Regions from separate parts of the Sus scrofa genome. Here regions 1, 2, 4 and 5 are each linked to region 3. A link is a contact called in public HiChIP or PLAC-seq data. All regions are on one chromosome and are shown on one strand. The core of a region is the stretch at or near the end of the contact, and the rest is flanking DNA. Distances in the headings are between cores, read along the strand shown.

Region 1 (2,740 bases), core at 33-2,532, 190 kb after region 3:
GGAGGAGTTCCAGTATGGGGTTAGGTGGGGTGAAGGAGCTGTTGGGGGTTCTAGGGGTGAGGGCGCGGGATGAGAGGGTGGCTGATGGTCCCATGCATTGCGGTGCAGGGTGAGGGAGCTTCTGAGAATTCCAGAGGCAGGGGTCCAGGGTGAGAGGGCTGCTGGGGGTGTGGTCCCAGGAGTCAGGAGTGCAGGCTGGGGAGGCTATGGGGTGAGGGGGCTGTTAGGGCCCCAGAGGTGCAGGGTGGTGCACGGGGCAGGGAGAAGGGGCGGGGAGAGGGTGGGATGTTGATGTCATGTCCTTGACACGGGAGCCAGAGTACCCATTTTAAGACCTGTGTTAATGGGATTTATTAGGGGTGTTGGGAGATCAGAACCCCTGGGAGGTCTGAATCAGGGGGATCCCTTTCAGGCTTTGAGATGACAGCCCCCCGAGTGGAGATCCCAGGCATCTCAGGGTAGATTTCAGGCTGTCCTGGTAATTTGGGGTGATATCCTTAGAATCAGGGCTACCCCTTAGAATTCGTTCCATCTTCATAAAAGTGCATTTCCTCAAATCGGGGGTCCGGACCGCAGATGTGCGGGGAACGTGAGCTCCAAATAGCTTCCTCGCAGAATGAGGAGGCCGAGCCCCCGGCACTAAGCTACCTTCAGAGAATCGGGGTCTTCCCTTTAAGGACTCTGGACGCTGGGGCTCAAGGGTGGTGAGTTTTGGAGGTGATGCTGCCTGACAGAGTCACCTCTACTCTGGAGGCCCGGTCTGCGTCACCTGGAGGCCTGCTCTTCCTTCCGCTCACCCTGCCCTCCTGGTCCCTAGCGCCACCTCAGACTTCTTTGGGCTCCTCTTTTTCCCGCCTTTTCGCTCCTCCACTGCTGATTGGCTGCGCCGAAGCCCCGCCCCTCTCTTTTCCCGCCTTCTCTGAAGCGGACAGGGGCAGGGGCGTGGCCTCAGAGGACGTTGGGCGGCCCGCCGTTGGCAGGCTGCGCGCGGGAGCTCGGCCCATCCCCGGCAGTCCCGGGAGCTTCGCGCTCGCCCCGCCCCTTGGAAGTCTGCGGACAAAGAGATACTTCTTCGGCGCATGCGCCGAGTCCAAGGAGGGCGAGAGAGGGAGGTGACGGGTCGCGCATGCGCAACCGAGACGCGTCCTTAGAAGAAAAATGGTTCCCCCACCCGGCTCCAAGACCCAGGATTTGCGCATGCGTCTTACTGCGGACTGAAGCCGAACCTCGGAGGCCCAGAACGCTTTTCTGCACATGCGCAAGAGGCTCAATGACAGTCGAGCGTTGGCTAAGGTGAGGGAAATGGGGAAAGATTGTATGATCGGGGTGGGCGGCTCTGCACCCCTATATAGCCTTCCGAGCATATCCTATGCCCTTAAGATCCACCTGCCGCCTAGACCCCGCAGAGACCAGTTGTACCACAACAGGGCTACTGGGCCTGCAAAACACCCTAGGACTTAAGACCTCTGACCCCAGCCTGGGACTCAAGCCAACTGAACAGTGTGGGAGAGGACTGGCACTGCGCCCTGCCTGGGGTAGAAACGGCCCCTGGAGGTTGGGACACAGAGGTGGAGAGGACGCTTTTCCCCCGATGACCTTTGACCTCTGCCCATTTCCCTCCTTTAGGCTGCGGGGAAAGGGTCTGGCTATGCTGCATGTGACCCGGGGGGTCTGGGGATCCAGGGTCCGAATATGGCCCCTGTTGCCCGCGCTCCTCGGGCACCCCCGGGCCCTGTCATCGCTGGCGGTCAAGATGGGGGAGTACCGCAAGATGTGGAACCCCACAGAGCCCCGCGACTGGGCCCAGCAGTACCGCGAACGTTTCATCCCGTTCTCCAAAGATCAGCTGCTCCGCCTCCTGATACAGGTACAGCTCACCCGGGTCCAAGAGCCTGGGGACTACCACTCCCGGCAGGCCTCGCGGCGATACAGCCCTTCATGCTATAGAGGACTGCCCTGGCGCCCCCTGGGAATTGTAGTTCCCTTCCTCGTCATACTCCCAGGTGGGCGTGGAGTGCTTTGGAATGCAAGAGACAGACCTCTGAGATGCAGGTGCAGCAGCAATTCCAGACTCTAGCTTGTTCTGAGGGCTTGAACAAGCACTCCCCAGGGCATGGTTTTTCCCTCTTCAAAACAGGTCTAATAATCATCCTCATCATTATTACCACCTAATAATAGTTATTATATCCACTGTTTGAGCTCTTACTGTATGGCCCTGTGCTAAGCATTTTCCATGTATTATGGAAATACTGAACAACCCAATAAGAGAGGTATCACCATCTTCCCATTTTAAAATGAAGTAACTGAAGCAGGAGAAGGGAAGTGACTCACCGAAGGTCATGACTAGTGGCCAAGATTTGAACTGAAGTGGTCTGACTCCTAAGCAGAGTGGGGACTAGGGTGAGACAAGTAGGCACTTACTTGACCCTAAGAGCTTAAGCGCTTACCCCACCATCACCATTATACTTGTGATTACTCTGGATTGGCATTCATTCATTTAATATATATATATTTTTAAATTATATGGCTGCACCTGCAGTATGAGGTTCCCAATCTGAGAAGCAACGCTGGATCTTTTAACCAGCTTCACCAGGTGGAGATTGAACCCCCACCTCCGCAGTGAACTAAGCTACTGCAATTGGATTCTTTTTTTTTTTTTTTCAGGGGCACCTCCATGGCATACGGAGGTTCCCAGGCTAGGGGTCGAATCAGAGCTGTAGCCACAGGCCTAAGCCACAAC
Region 2 (2,754 bases), core at 194-2,693, 220 kb after region 3:
GTAGGGAGCTAGAGGGAGTGGTAGGAAGGGAAATCAAAGAGGCCCTTGAAGCCCAGAGGAGGAGTTTGGATTTTATTCTAAGTGCAGTGGGAAACCATTGGAGGGTTTTAAACAGAAGTGCAGTACCAGGGACTTAATGTAAACTATAATAATAATGATATTATTATTATTTATTCTTGGGTTACTGTGCTGGGATGGGAGGTGATGACCACTATGTACCTGGGTCTCTTGGCAGGCTTGGGTGCTGTTGGGTGTACCTGGGTGTTGGCAAGGACAAGGGAACTAGGTGCCTGGGGTTCTGATGTGGAGTGAAAGCTGGAGAACTGAAAATCCTGGGTCCCTCCAAGGGAAGGGAACTGGATGAGGGGATGTCTGGGTATATGATGGGGCCACAACTAGAAGACCGAAAGCAGCTGGTCATCTGGGCTCCTTGAAGGTGTGAGGGAGGGGCGGTCCAGTAACCCGGGAGACCTGGAAGCTGGGTACCACTGTAGCACAGACTCTATAGAGACACACTGGCTAGATTCAAATAAAAGCTGCTTGACTCATTAACTGTGATTTGGGGGCAAGTTACTAATTTTGCTATGCCTCAGTTTCTGTCTGTAAAATAGGTATAATAATAGTAAATACATCACAGAGCAGTTCTTAGAGGAGTGACTGGCACATAGTAAGCACTGTGGTAAGTGCTTGTGATGCTAGTCATTGGGGCTCTGAGTGGATTCAGTACTGGGAGACCTGAGATCAAGGTCTCTAGGATTTGGGGAAGTGGCAAATTCTTGGGTCCATTGGGCCCAAGGCTAAAAAGTTGGGAGTACAAAATGAAAATACTAAATAAAATGGGGGGGGGATAAGTAGTTCCATCTTACATCTTGGAGAAGAACAGAGACTGGGGGTCTGAACTCAGGCCCTGAATAAGTTAGAAAGTCTGGGTCACTGGAGGAAACATGAGACCTGAGATCCCATGCTCTTCCTGGAGTGGAGGTAAATTGGATTGGACCTGGGTCCTGGGAGGAGTCTGGGAACCAGGGGCTAGGGAAATGAAAATCTGAGCGGGAGGAAGTGGAGAACAGGAGGCTAGACCTCTGAATCAAGTTCCCTGAGTGGAATCAGCGCCGGAGTTGGGTACCCTGGGGATGTTCCAGGCGGGGGTCCCCCATGCTAGGATCCTGTAGAAGGGGGGAAACTCAAGGGACTCGTGGTGGGATCTCCCCTATCTGGGCCTCCAAGGCCACGAGCTGAGCGCCAGCGGGTCGCTTCCTCCCACAGGAAACCGCAGGCGTCAGACACACCCAGCCTGCAGGGAGCTGCGCCCACTGCCCTCCCGCTTGGAGGAGGCCCACGTGGGCAGCAGCCTGCCGTCAAGGGGGCGTGCCCTGTGGCGCGAGGGGGCGTGACCACAGGGCGGGGCCGGAAAGCGGGACAACACAGAGCGCCCTAGACCCCGCCCACTTCCGCCTCTCAGTGCGCGGACCTCTTAAGTGGTTGAGGGGTTTTGGCTGCCTTTCCCGAGGCCGTTGGCCGCGCATGCGTAGTGCGCCGCTTCGAGGACCTGAGGCAGTGGTGAGCGCTCCTTCCCCTAGCAACTCCCAGCATCGGCACCGCCACCTTGCTAATGAATCCTCAAAATAACGTGATCTTAATCATCTGAAGACGCGCATCTCTCGCGCCCCATCCCGAAACACCTTGGCCCAGCTCCAAAACCTTCCAGACGTTTCCCTCCCAGCCCCGCCTCCACAGACTCCTTTGGCTCAGATATCCCCTCCCGGAAACACACATCGCGCCCCTGACGACCCCAACAGACCATCAGGACCTCCCCCAAGCTTTCCAAGCCTGAGTGCCTCCTAGTTAGCCCTGTCTACCACAAGCTCTGGAATCCGCGTACTTCCTGCGCCCTCCCACCAGGCCCCTCACGTGTTCTTCCAACCACGCCCCTCACCAGCCCCCGAAGCCCCACCCTTCACAAGGCCCGCAGCCACGCCCTTTACAGGTATCCTTGCACCCCTCCCTCAGGGCCCCGAAGCTCCGCCCTGCACCGGTATCTGCGTCCCTGCCTTCACAAGGTCCCCCAGCCACAACCCTCTTGGGCCCCTCCAGCCCTGCCCTTCCTTCGCAAGCCCTGAAGCCCACACCCTCAGGCCGGCCTCGCCTCAGAGGCCCTTCCAGCCCCGCCCATCGTAGGCCTCTACGGCTCCGCCCCTCGCAAGGCCTCCAGCCCCGCCCCTCGTAAGGCCTAGAGCCCCGCCCCCTCAGCCCTCCAGTCCCGCCGCTTGCTGGGCTCCCCTAGCACATCTGTTCACAGCACCCGAGCTCCCCGCAGGTCTCCTCGCGGCCTCCTAGCCCCTCCTCCCCAGCCGCCCCTCCCACGGCTTTCTTCTGTGGCCTTGGTCCCTCCCCGGCTGCTGTCCCCAGGCCTCATTGGTCTCTTATCTCCCCAGTAACCAGACCACAACACTGAGCTTGGAGTACCCAGGACAGGTCCAGCACTCCGGCAGGTAGGGACCGGCCTCGCTCCCCTCAGCCGACGGGGGTGGGGTGGTTCTCCTTCCTCTGTGAGCCGCCTCCCCAAACCGCCCCCATCAGAGATACCGAGAGCCTAGAGGACCTGTCCCCCGCGCCAGAATCAGAGCCGCGACGCAAGACAGAGAGTGTGAGAGGTGGGAGGTCGGGAGGGGCATGGCAAGAGGCCTGAGAGATGCCCCCTCCAACCCGCTGGAGGGATTGCGACCCAAAGAGAGGCCAGAGCTGGTTCTGGGA
Region 3 (2,947 bases), core at 278-2,777:
AACCCAGTAAGATGGAGAGACAGGGAAACAGTGTGTGAGCTTAGGGCTCCAGGGGAAACAAAGACAGATGCATTGATCGAAGAGGCTGGGACTCAGAGACCAGGGAACAGGGACAAGGATGGGGAGAAGAAAACTGTCCCAAGGTATGGTTATCTTGACTTGCAGATAGACCCTTACCTGATCGTGCTCCTCTTCTGCTTTAAGGAATCCATTCGTCTGCAGGCCCCCTGCTGTGTTACAACATCAACGTGGCCCCGGCTGGGAGGCCATGGGAGGGTGGTATGGGCAAGGAGTCAGGCATCATGGTCCAGGCTTGGCCTGTGGCTCTGGGGAGGAGAGATGAATAAGTAGGAGTATTAAGGGCAGAGAAGAGGAGGCCAAGCCCCAAGTGCTGGGGGCCCAAGGGGCAGGGCTTCCCAGAAGAGGAAGACAAGAATGGACAAGTCAGCTTCCTCATTGCCCCAACCAGTCCATCTGGTCCTCTCCACCTCCCCAGTGAGAGCCAACAGGATTAGAGGCTAATTGTTAACTCAGCGCTTAGAAGTACAAAGCATTGTCCCAAGCATTTAAACTAACTTATATAATGCTAGAAAACACTCCATGTGCCAGGCCTATTATCATCCCCTTCTTGCAAATAAGGAAAGTAATACACAAAAAAAGGTTTTGCCCAAGGTCTTATGCTTAGTAAGGAACTGAATTTGTCTCTGCTTCTCCCTAGACCTCCATCTTCCCTCTCTTTCTAACATCCTCCCACCTCCCGTCATTATTTCCCCCACCCTCCGTCTCTGTCCACTCCCCTCTGGGTCTCCATTCCTTCCCTCCTCTGAATCTCGGTCTCCCTCTCTCTAATTCTCTCCACTTTTCTTTTTCAGGAATTTTTTTCTCTCCACCGCGTCGCCCCAGCCCGCAGCCTCAGCTTGCCTCCTCTGCGCTCCAGTACCGTGCACATCCCTCATACCGAACCCGCTGGGCCACTTGAAACTCTCTGGCTGGGAGAAGCAGCCTCCGGGTGGCAGAGGCTGAGGAGGGGTTAAGGAAGGGCCATCTGGGAGAAGAGGGTGAAGCTGAACCTAAAAGGTGGAAACACCGGATGCCACAGACAGGACTGCAGCAAGAAGATCTCGGGTTAGACCTCAAGCAAGACTTCTCAAGCTGCGGCCGCGCCTGGCAAGCGCGGCACGAGACAAGGCAGAGGTGAACCCGATAAGGAAACGCTCAAAGATTGGGGTCAGACGGTTCCCTACGTCCGGACTGGTCCCGCCAGCCCCGCCTCCTCACCTCCAAGACTCGGGCCGCTGGGTCCTCCGGGAGCCACCGAGAGGCCGTCGGCGTCGGGCCAGAGCGTCAACGCACGACGCGTCTTCCTACTTCTGCGCGACATCTCCCTCGTTCCCAGCGCCCTTTCTTCCGGAAGACTATCGAGAACAGAGACTGGATATGGCCAGAGAGGCCCCGACGTACAGACCCTTCCCTCCTAGGGACCAGGGAACCGACACCCAATTCCGGAGGCGTCTATCTAGCCGGTCCTCCGATCACCATAGAGAGGGCGGGCGTCGCGGTAGAGTGCCGCGTCGCGTCCATGTGACGTCACGTACGAGCCCTTCACTGACGGCTTTCCCCGCCCACCCTAGCTCCCTGTCTCTCTTTCCGGACCTGGCTAAGGAGGAGGCGCCATCATGGTGAGCGCGCTTTGCGGAGTTTGGGCATTGATCATCCGTTGCCATCCGCTGCGGTCTGGGACCGAGGATGTTCCAGAGGGAGGCAGGGGTCCCAGGGTGTCCAAAGGAAGCGACTCCCGGGCTGGGGAGCTATTTTGGGGGCTTGAAGAGCAGAAATGGGAGTCGTCAATTTCTCGTCCTCCCGTATTCTTTTATGGTTCCCATTGAGTACATGACCAACTTGAGGGGTAAGGGAGTTAAATATGACCGGTAACGTAATGACAATAAAGAGCGGAGTCAGAATTCGGACCCAGGCGCTGATCCCACAGCCACTCTTGCCTGTGCTGCCCTTGGACCTGTCACTCCCCGGCCTGGAAAGCTGGGTTCTGGGGGAGTTGCTGAGCGTCTGGTGCCTGGGTGTGGGGACCAGGCAGGCTTCGATTCGAATCTCAATTCACTGCCCAACGTATCATTTCTGTGCGGGGAAAGCATCTTGACTTTATCATTGGGGGCCCAGTAATTATGTCTCACAGATGTGAGTTTGGGAAGAAATAAGTCCCGGGAAGTGTGCTTGTTGTAGGCTTTTGCGTATATTAAGTGCTGGAGGTATCAGTGGTCAAATACCTCTTTCCAGTTAATAGCATAGTAAACAAAAAAAAACCTCTTTAGGCAAGTAGGCAGGGGCTGTAGTGGAAATCGTAGGCTGCTTTCAGTTTTTTTTTAGCGCTAAAGTGGGAAACTAACTTCATAAAAGATTGTTGGATTCAAGGAGATAGTATAAGAAAAGTCCTAGAAGTAGTTTTGTACGGATTACTGAAAAAAAAAGTTCATTGATACCGTAATACCTTTTTAAGTCTGCCTTTGGTTTAAGTGATTTTGGTTCTGCTTTTTCGGAGTGAGTTTGGGGTGCTTAAATAATACATCCCTGAAAACACAGTTTAGTTCTTTGGAACTAAAAATTTGAGTCAGTGTGGCTCCTTTGTTGAGGTCTTTCAGGGTGTGTGCTGTGTGTCATGTGCTGAAGGCTTATGTTGAATTAGTTTTTTTCTACAAAGGGGTCATTGGGTAGGGGGTTAAGTGGTTTTTCCCAGAGCTCTCCGAGTGTCAGATTGGAGTTCGTTGTCTCCAGAGACTGCATTAGCTCTTGCTCAGAGGTAAGGGCTCATTGAGAATGTTTGTGAGGTGAGGATCGAGTCAGGGCTGGGTTCATGGTCTTCCCTTCACCCCTGCAGGGAGTTGACATCCGCCACAACAAGGACCGAAAGGTTCGACGCAAGGAGCCCAAGAGC
Region 4 (2,747 bases), core at 2-2,501, 180 kb after region 3:
GAGGCTTGCGAAGCAGGAGGCTGTTCCCAGACTTCCGTCTCCGCCACACCAGGACCCATCTTTTGGCTTCCGTTGCCCCAGAAGGCCAGGCCTGGAAACTAGGTCTCCATCATGAAGCCAGGAGTCCAGGCTGCCAGGCCCCTCCTCTCTCAGACCCCGAAATTCGAGTCCCCCCCCCCCCAGGACTCAGGAGTCCAGGCCTCCAGTCTCCTCATCGCTGAAACCTGGGACTCCTCCTCCCTCAGACCCAAGAGTCTAAGCCCATGGCCCCCTTCTCCCCTGGTACCTGGTAATCCAAGCCCCTCCTCCAGCCCTGGATCCCTTTTAGGTGCTCAGACAAATGGACTCCCTAGTATAAACCACACACAGGGGCCACAAATCCAAGACTCATGGATGTCACCCCAGGCACCCAATCCATCCAGCAAATGGATACTCCATAGCTCTTCTTTTATTGAGGGACCTGGCATCCATCGCCCATGGGTACGCACACATCCAGAAGGAAAGCAGTGTGTGTCCCCTCCGAGACACAGCCTGCCCCCACCCCCGGGTCCCTCAAGACCAGCTGCCCAGCTCCTGCCCCTCCTGCTGGAGAGGTTAGGCCCAGTGCTTCTTTAAAGGGCTGGGGTGGAGTGTAGCATGGGACACCTGGGCCCCTGAGAGTGTGAGTGTGCGCCTGTGAAGGGCAATTCTGAAGGGGGTGCTGGAGGCAGGGCTATAGGCTACTGACCCCACGGTCTGGGAAAGCAGGAGTAAAAGCTCCATTTCTGAAAAAGAAGAGATCGGGGGCCTGAACTTGGGGGTTCCAGAGGGAGGGATTGTGCATCTGGATTTCTGTCTCTAGGATGTTTGAGACACAAGATCGTTGGGTGGGACCCTATGTCCCAAGGAAGGGGAGCTGAACTCTTGAGTGGAACGGAAGAGGGAGGGGCTGGGGACCTGGACTCCTGGATCTAAGGGGGTCTGCTTTCTTGCCCTTTGGGTGGATTGGAGCTGGAAGGCCGCGAAAGGCCAGTCGCTGTGTCCGTGTCTCAGATTTTTAAAGCTCAGAGACCTGTCTCCCAAATCGCTGTCAAGGACAAAAACTGGGCGGCTGGGCTGCGACCTTCACCGAGGCGTAGATTCCCTGGGAAACAGGTGCCGGATTTGGGAGTTTCAGATCCCAGCGACCCCGCCAGTTCCTAGGAGGCCGCGGTGGGGGTACCTTCGGCGGCAACTCTGCAACGCGGGAGGAGCGGGGTAGGGGGCGCCGGAGAGCCGGGACACCTCCCTCGGGGGCGGAGCCTCCCTCCCGGACTCCTCCCCCTCCCGCCCTCCTCCCTCTTCCTAGCTCCAGCTCTGCCACCAGCTCAGGCCTCGGCGCCCCCTCCCTGAGCCCCCTCCCCGGAGCCGAGCCCACCCGAGGGCATCTCTCCCGGCCCCCAGCCCAGCCGCCAGAACAGCAGCCCCGGGGGGCAGCCCCCCGCCAGTCTGCCTCCCTCCAGCCCAGCCCTGCCAGATCCCCCCAACCATGAATCTCTTCCGATTCCTGGGAGACCTCTCCCACCTCCTAGCCATCATCTTGCTACTGCTCAAAATCTGGAAGTCCCGCTCGTGTGCCGGTGAGACGCCCACCGGGGCCGGAGAAGGGGGGCAGAGTGAGGGGGACATCCCAGGACGCGGGGATGAGTTTGGGGGCATAAGGGGGACGGGTCCCTCCCCGCCACTGCTTGCTGGGGATCCCCCTTCCAGGTCCAGGGTCACCAGGGGGTCAGCTTCTTTCTCTAGACTGGGGGTGCATCCAATTTGGTGGGGGTGGCTCCAGGAACTCAATTCAGCTTCCCCCGGCCCCTATCTGGGTGGCCTTGGAGTTCCCGGGGCTGGGAACAGGGAGCTGTGGCAGGCAGGGAGGTGGCTGGGAGTTGGTGACGTGGACTGTAGCCGCCAGAAAGAGAGCGGGAGATTGGCGACCTGTTCGGGAAAGCTGAGGACAAGTGGGGCCCTCCGGAGGCCCCATCTGAGGTCTGGACTGTGGGAGGACCCTGAGGGGGCCAGAGGTAGTGGTGAGGCCTAGCCTGGGACAGAGCCTCGGGCTGGAGTAGCTTTGGGGCCGGGCTGCCCCCTGGCTGTGGGCCGTGGGAAAGGGCCCTGCTCAGGCCGCGGCTGGGGAGGCCTCCAGGGACAGCTGCACTCCAGAGCCGCCTCTGGGCTCATCCAGGGCTCTGGGCTTTGGTTTATGGCCCGTGCAGCCCACCTCCAGCCTCCCTGCACCCCCGTCTCTCTGGACCACAGGGATTTCGGGGAAGAGCCAGGTCCTGTTTGCTGTGGTGTTCACTGCCCGATACCTGGACCTCTTCACCAACTACATCTCCCTCTACAACACGTGCATGAAGGTGAGGCTCTGGCCCTCCTGCTGGGCCTTTCTGAGGCGGGGAGCCAGGGGAGGGTCGGAGGGAGGGGAGAACGTGGGTCCCAGATTGCTGAGTCCGAGGGAGGAAGCAACGGGGGGCTAGGGCTCCTGGCCTGAGGGAGGAGGGGCTGGGGGTCCAGACTGCCAAGTCTGAGGATGGAGGTGACAAGGCTGGAACTCCTGGGTCTAAGGGAGGAGGGGCTGGCAGTCCAGACTGCTGAGTCCGAGGGAGGAAGTGACAGAGGCTAGAACTCCTGGGTCTGAGGGAGGAGGGGCTAGGGGGTCCGGACTCCTGGGTCTAAGCCTCCTGGGGGCTCTCGTCCTGTGCATTGAGCTAATGCTCCCTCCTCAACCCCCCTCT
Region 5 (2,756 bases), core at 251-2,750, 250 kb before region 3:
GGCCCCTGGGCTCCAGAGATTCCTAGTCGTGCTTGAGTGTGAGCCTTTCGAAGAGGTACTCGCCCAGCCCAGCCTGGGACCAGAGAGCCTGCGCAGGTTGGTCAGGTGGTCGCCCATCTTCTTGATGAGCTTCACCTCCTCATCCAGGAAGTGGTTCTCCAGGAAGTCACAGAGCTGAGTGATAGAAGAGAAAATGTTACCATTTGTAAATCTAACAATGTGATGGATGGGGGAGGGAGGCTCAGAAGGCAATGAGCCCAATCAAACGTGGCCAAGGTTAACTATTAACTCAAGATGCAGGCTTCCTGCCAGGAAAGGTCTTGGGATGGATAGGGAGAAAATGGAGATACTCACGTGGGGGTCTGCGCGGGCAGAACCCAGCGCATGCAGATCCACAAGAGCCTGGTTCAGTCCCTTCTCCAAGTGAAGGGCGGCTTCCATAGCGTCCTGGGTTTTACCCCACTCATCTTGAGATGGTTTCTATACGGAAGGCAGAGACCGCTCAGTACTAACCACGCACACGCTGGAAAGGACTAAAAACTAATTTCCCAGTAGTGACGGGAGTTAGGGCTTAAGCCGAAAAAACGTCTAAGAGCTTAAATCGATCACCCTCAGTGTCTCACAACCTTACGCTCCAGGATACCACACGCTGCGGTCTGGACCGCCACTTCGTGGGGGAACTGAACCCGCCTCCGTTTCCAGCTGTAATACAACCACCCACACAAAACTGAACTCCATCTCCCAGAAGCCTACGCCGTGCCTGAACAGCCCTGGTCAAAGGGCTTCAAGCGCAGGGGCCGCTGGGAATCGTAGTCCGCTGCTCACACTGTTTACCTGCACGTCCTGGAAGAGGGCGCGGCCACCGCGCTGGTTTTGCATTTTCAAGAGACGCTCCGAACCCTCGCGCTTCTCCTCGGCCAATTCGCGAAAAAAATGACTCACGCCCTCCAGAGCCACATCGTCGCGGTTGAAATAGAAGCCCTGCGGGAAGAGAAGGCGTGAACAATGGTTAGCCGGAGGCGAGGCCGGGCTTGCGGACTCCGCCTTCCAACTACACAGTGGGACAAAGAAGGCCAGCGCGTGCGCAGAGGGTCAGAGGTGCGCAGCTAAGGGAAACTTGGGCCGGGGGCATCTTGGGGACCCTTACCAGAGAGAGGTAGGTGTAGGAGGCCTGCAGATGCATGTTGATCAGGCGGTTGACGAAGGCCTCCACCTCGGTGGAATAATTCTGACGAACCTGGGAGCTCATGGCTGGTCGGCAATAAGGAGCTAAGCTCAAAAAATGGTGTTGGCTGGTCCCGGAGACTGAAGATAGCTGAGAGGCGGAGTCCGAAGGTTGCGACTGGAAAAAAGGTTGGAGGGTAGTCGGAGGCTGGAGCAAGGGGCGTCCCTGGGTCTGTTCCGTCCAAACACTGTTGAAGCAAGAGACAGATCCGGGGGACCGCCGAGCACACTGCGAGTTTGTGGCCAGGGCGGCTCCTTTTATAGCGCGCGGGGAACCTGAGCAGTGGGGCGGTCGGGGAGAGGAGTCAGCCAATCTGCGGGGGCGGGAGGCTGGACTTGGAGCTCGCTCGTGACCAATCAGGAGCAGATAGGAGCCCCAGCCTCCCGCCCGGAGGTAGGGAAGTCACGCGCTCTGAGCGCGAGGTTGTTGTGAAAGGAGAAATCGCGGGATGGGGGGTTTCATGGGGAGCAAGGGTTCTGGGACTAAATCTGGGAAGTGAGAGAATTCTAGGGGTACTTCCTGGTAGTGAAAGATTAGTGAGAGCACTGGGAGCCCTGGAAAATAATGATTCTTGGTTCCTGAGGATGTCTCAGGAAAGTAGGTTGGATGCGGGGGTTGTGTCAGAGCGAGGACTTTTCTGGAGCCCTGGGGGTTCCTCAGAGGTGCAGAAACGTCCAGAGGAGTGGGGTTGCCCTGGGAGATAAGGGGTCGGGTTGGGGGGGGCCCTCGATCATTGGGAAGTTTGGAAGGCTGTGAGATATTTCTAGATACTTAGGGTGCTCTCTGTGAAATGGGTTGGCTGGGGCACCTGGAGACTTGGGGTTCACTCAAAAGTGAATTCGGAAGACCATGGAAGTCCCTATTTTTATGGAAACTTCCAGGGGGAAGTCTTGGGCCCTTGAGGTGATCTGCAAGATTAAAAGAGACAGTTGGAGAGCCCTGGGATTCAGCCTGGGAATAAGGGAGAGGGATGTTTCTGGAAGCCTAGTGGGATCTTCTTAAAGAGGTGGGGGCTCTTGGAGAGCCCTTTGGGAGCCCTCAAAAGATTGGGCCACTTGGAATCCTGTGGGGTTTTTTGAAAGCCCACTGTTTTTGTGGGAGCTGAGATGGAAAGGGGTGAAAGGACATTGGAACTTTGGAGGTTTCTCTGAGGTTGCATATCCTGGCTCCAAAGCAATCTCTCTGAAGCTGCCTCTGTCTTGCCTGACACATGCTCCTTCAAGATCACAGAGGTGGGGGAGTTCCCATCATGGCGCAGCAGAAACTATCCAACTAGGAATCATGAGGTTTCAGGTTCGGTCCCTGGTCTCGCTCAGTGGGTTAAGGATCTGGCGTTGCCCTGAGCTGTGGTGTAGGTCGCAGACCCAGCTCGGATCACAGCTGTAGCTGATTCACATCCTAGCCTGGGAACTTCCATATGCCACAGGTGCCAGCCCTAAGAAACAAACAAAAAGATCAGAGACAGGTGCTGAGGACTGGTGGCTGGGATGTCTGTCTTTAACTAAGGGACATTTTAAAATTGTGTCTGGTC

The links. HiChIP or PLAC-seq counts read pairs in DNA pulled down with a chosen protein or histone mark.
Region 1: a contact with region 3 is called in an H3K27ac HiChIP or PLAC-seq map of alveolar macrophages. The contact joins the promoter of SYNGR4 here to the promoter of RPL18 in region 3. A contact is called at or near these places in 1 of 5 promoter capture datasets (fetal liver), 4 of 47 Hi-C or Micro-C datasets (blood, liver and subcutaneous adipose tissue) and 2 of 2 datasets of contacts at active chromatin or transcription factors (alveolar macrophages and skeletal muscle).
Region 2: a contact with region 3 is called in an H3K27ac HiChIP or PLAC-seq map of alveolar macrophages. The contact joins the promoter of CCDC114 here to the promoter of RPL18 in region 3. A contact is called at or near these places in 1 of 5 promoter capture datasets (fetal liver), 1 of 47 Hi-C or Micro-C datasets (fetal heart ventricle) and 2 of 2 datasets of contacts at active chromatin or transcription factors (alveolar macrophages and skeletal muscle).
Region 4: a contact with region 3 is called in an H3K27ac HiChIP or PLAC-seq map of alveolar macrophages. The contact joins the promoter of KDELR1 here to the promoter of RPL18 in region 3. A contact is called at or near these places in 1 of 5 promoter capture datasets (fetal liver) and 1 of 2 datasets of contacts at active chromatin or transcription factors (alveolar macrophages).
Region 5: an H3K27ac HiChIP or PLAC-seq map of alveolar macrophages shows a contact between it and region 3. The contact joins the promoter of FTL here to the promoter of RPL18 in region 3. A contact is called at or near these places in 1 of 47 Hi-C or Micro-C datasets (liver) and 2 of 2 datasets of contacts at active chromatin or transcription factors (alveolar macrophages and skeletal muscle).

The regions. Positions count from the first base shown.
Region 1 is chr6:53,782,706-53,785,445 of Sscrofa11.1, reverse strand. It overlaps SYNGR4 (synaptogyrin-4), which reads right to left and starts at 1,282. Exons shown (of 5, transcript XM_021094669.1): 1 at 1,209-1,282. The coding sequence starts at 1,256. It overlaps TMEM143 (transmembrane protein 143), which reads left to right and starts at 1,103. Exons shown (of 7, transcript XM_013998565.2): 1 at 1,103-1,293; 2 at 1,627-1,867. The coding sequence starts at 1,127.
Region 2 is chr6:53,753,197-53,755,950 of Sscrofa11.1, reverse strand. CCDC114 (coiled-coil domain-containing protein 114) reads left to right here and starts at 1,443. Exons shown (of 15, transcript XM_021094655.1): 1 at 1,443-1,560; 2 at 2,436-2,754.
Region 3 is chr6:53,977,261-53,980,207 of Sscrofa11.1, reverse strand. It overlaps RPL18 (60S ribosomal protein L18), which reads left to right and starts at 1,527. Exons shown (of 7, transcript XM_021094700.1): 1 at 1,527-1,679; 2 at 2,891-2,947. The coding sequence starts at 1,677.
Region 4 is chr6:53,802,124-53,804,870 of Sscrofa11.1, reverse strand. KDELR1 (ER lumen protein-retaining receptor 1) reads left to right here and starts at 1,251. Exons shown (of 5, transcript XM_003127269.5): 1 at 1,251-1,598; 2 at 2,269-2,369. The coding sequence starts at 1,508.
Region 5 is chr6:54,229,865-54,232,620 of Sscrofa11.1, reverse strand. It overlaps FTL (ferritin light chain), which reads right to left and starts at 1,500. Exons shown (of 5, transcript NM_001244131.1): 1 at 1,148-1,500; 2 at 835-981; 3 at 355-480; 4 at 78-174; 5 at 1-75. The coding sequence starts at 1,249. The coding sequence ends at 23.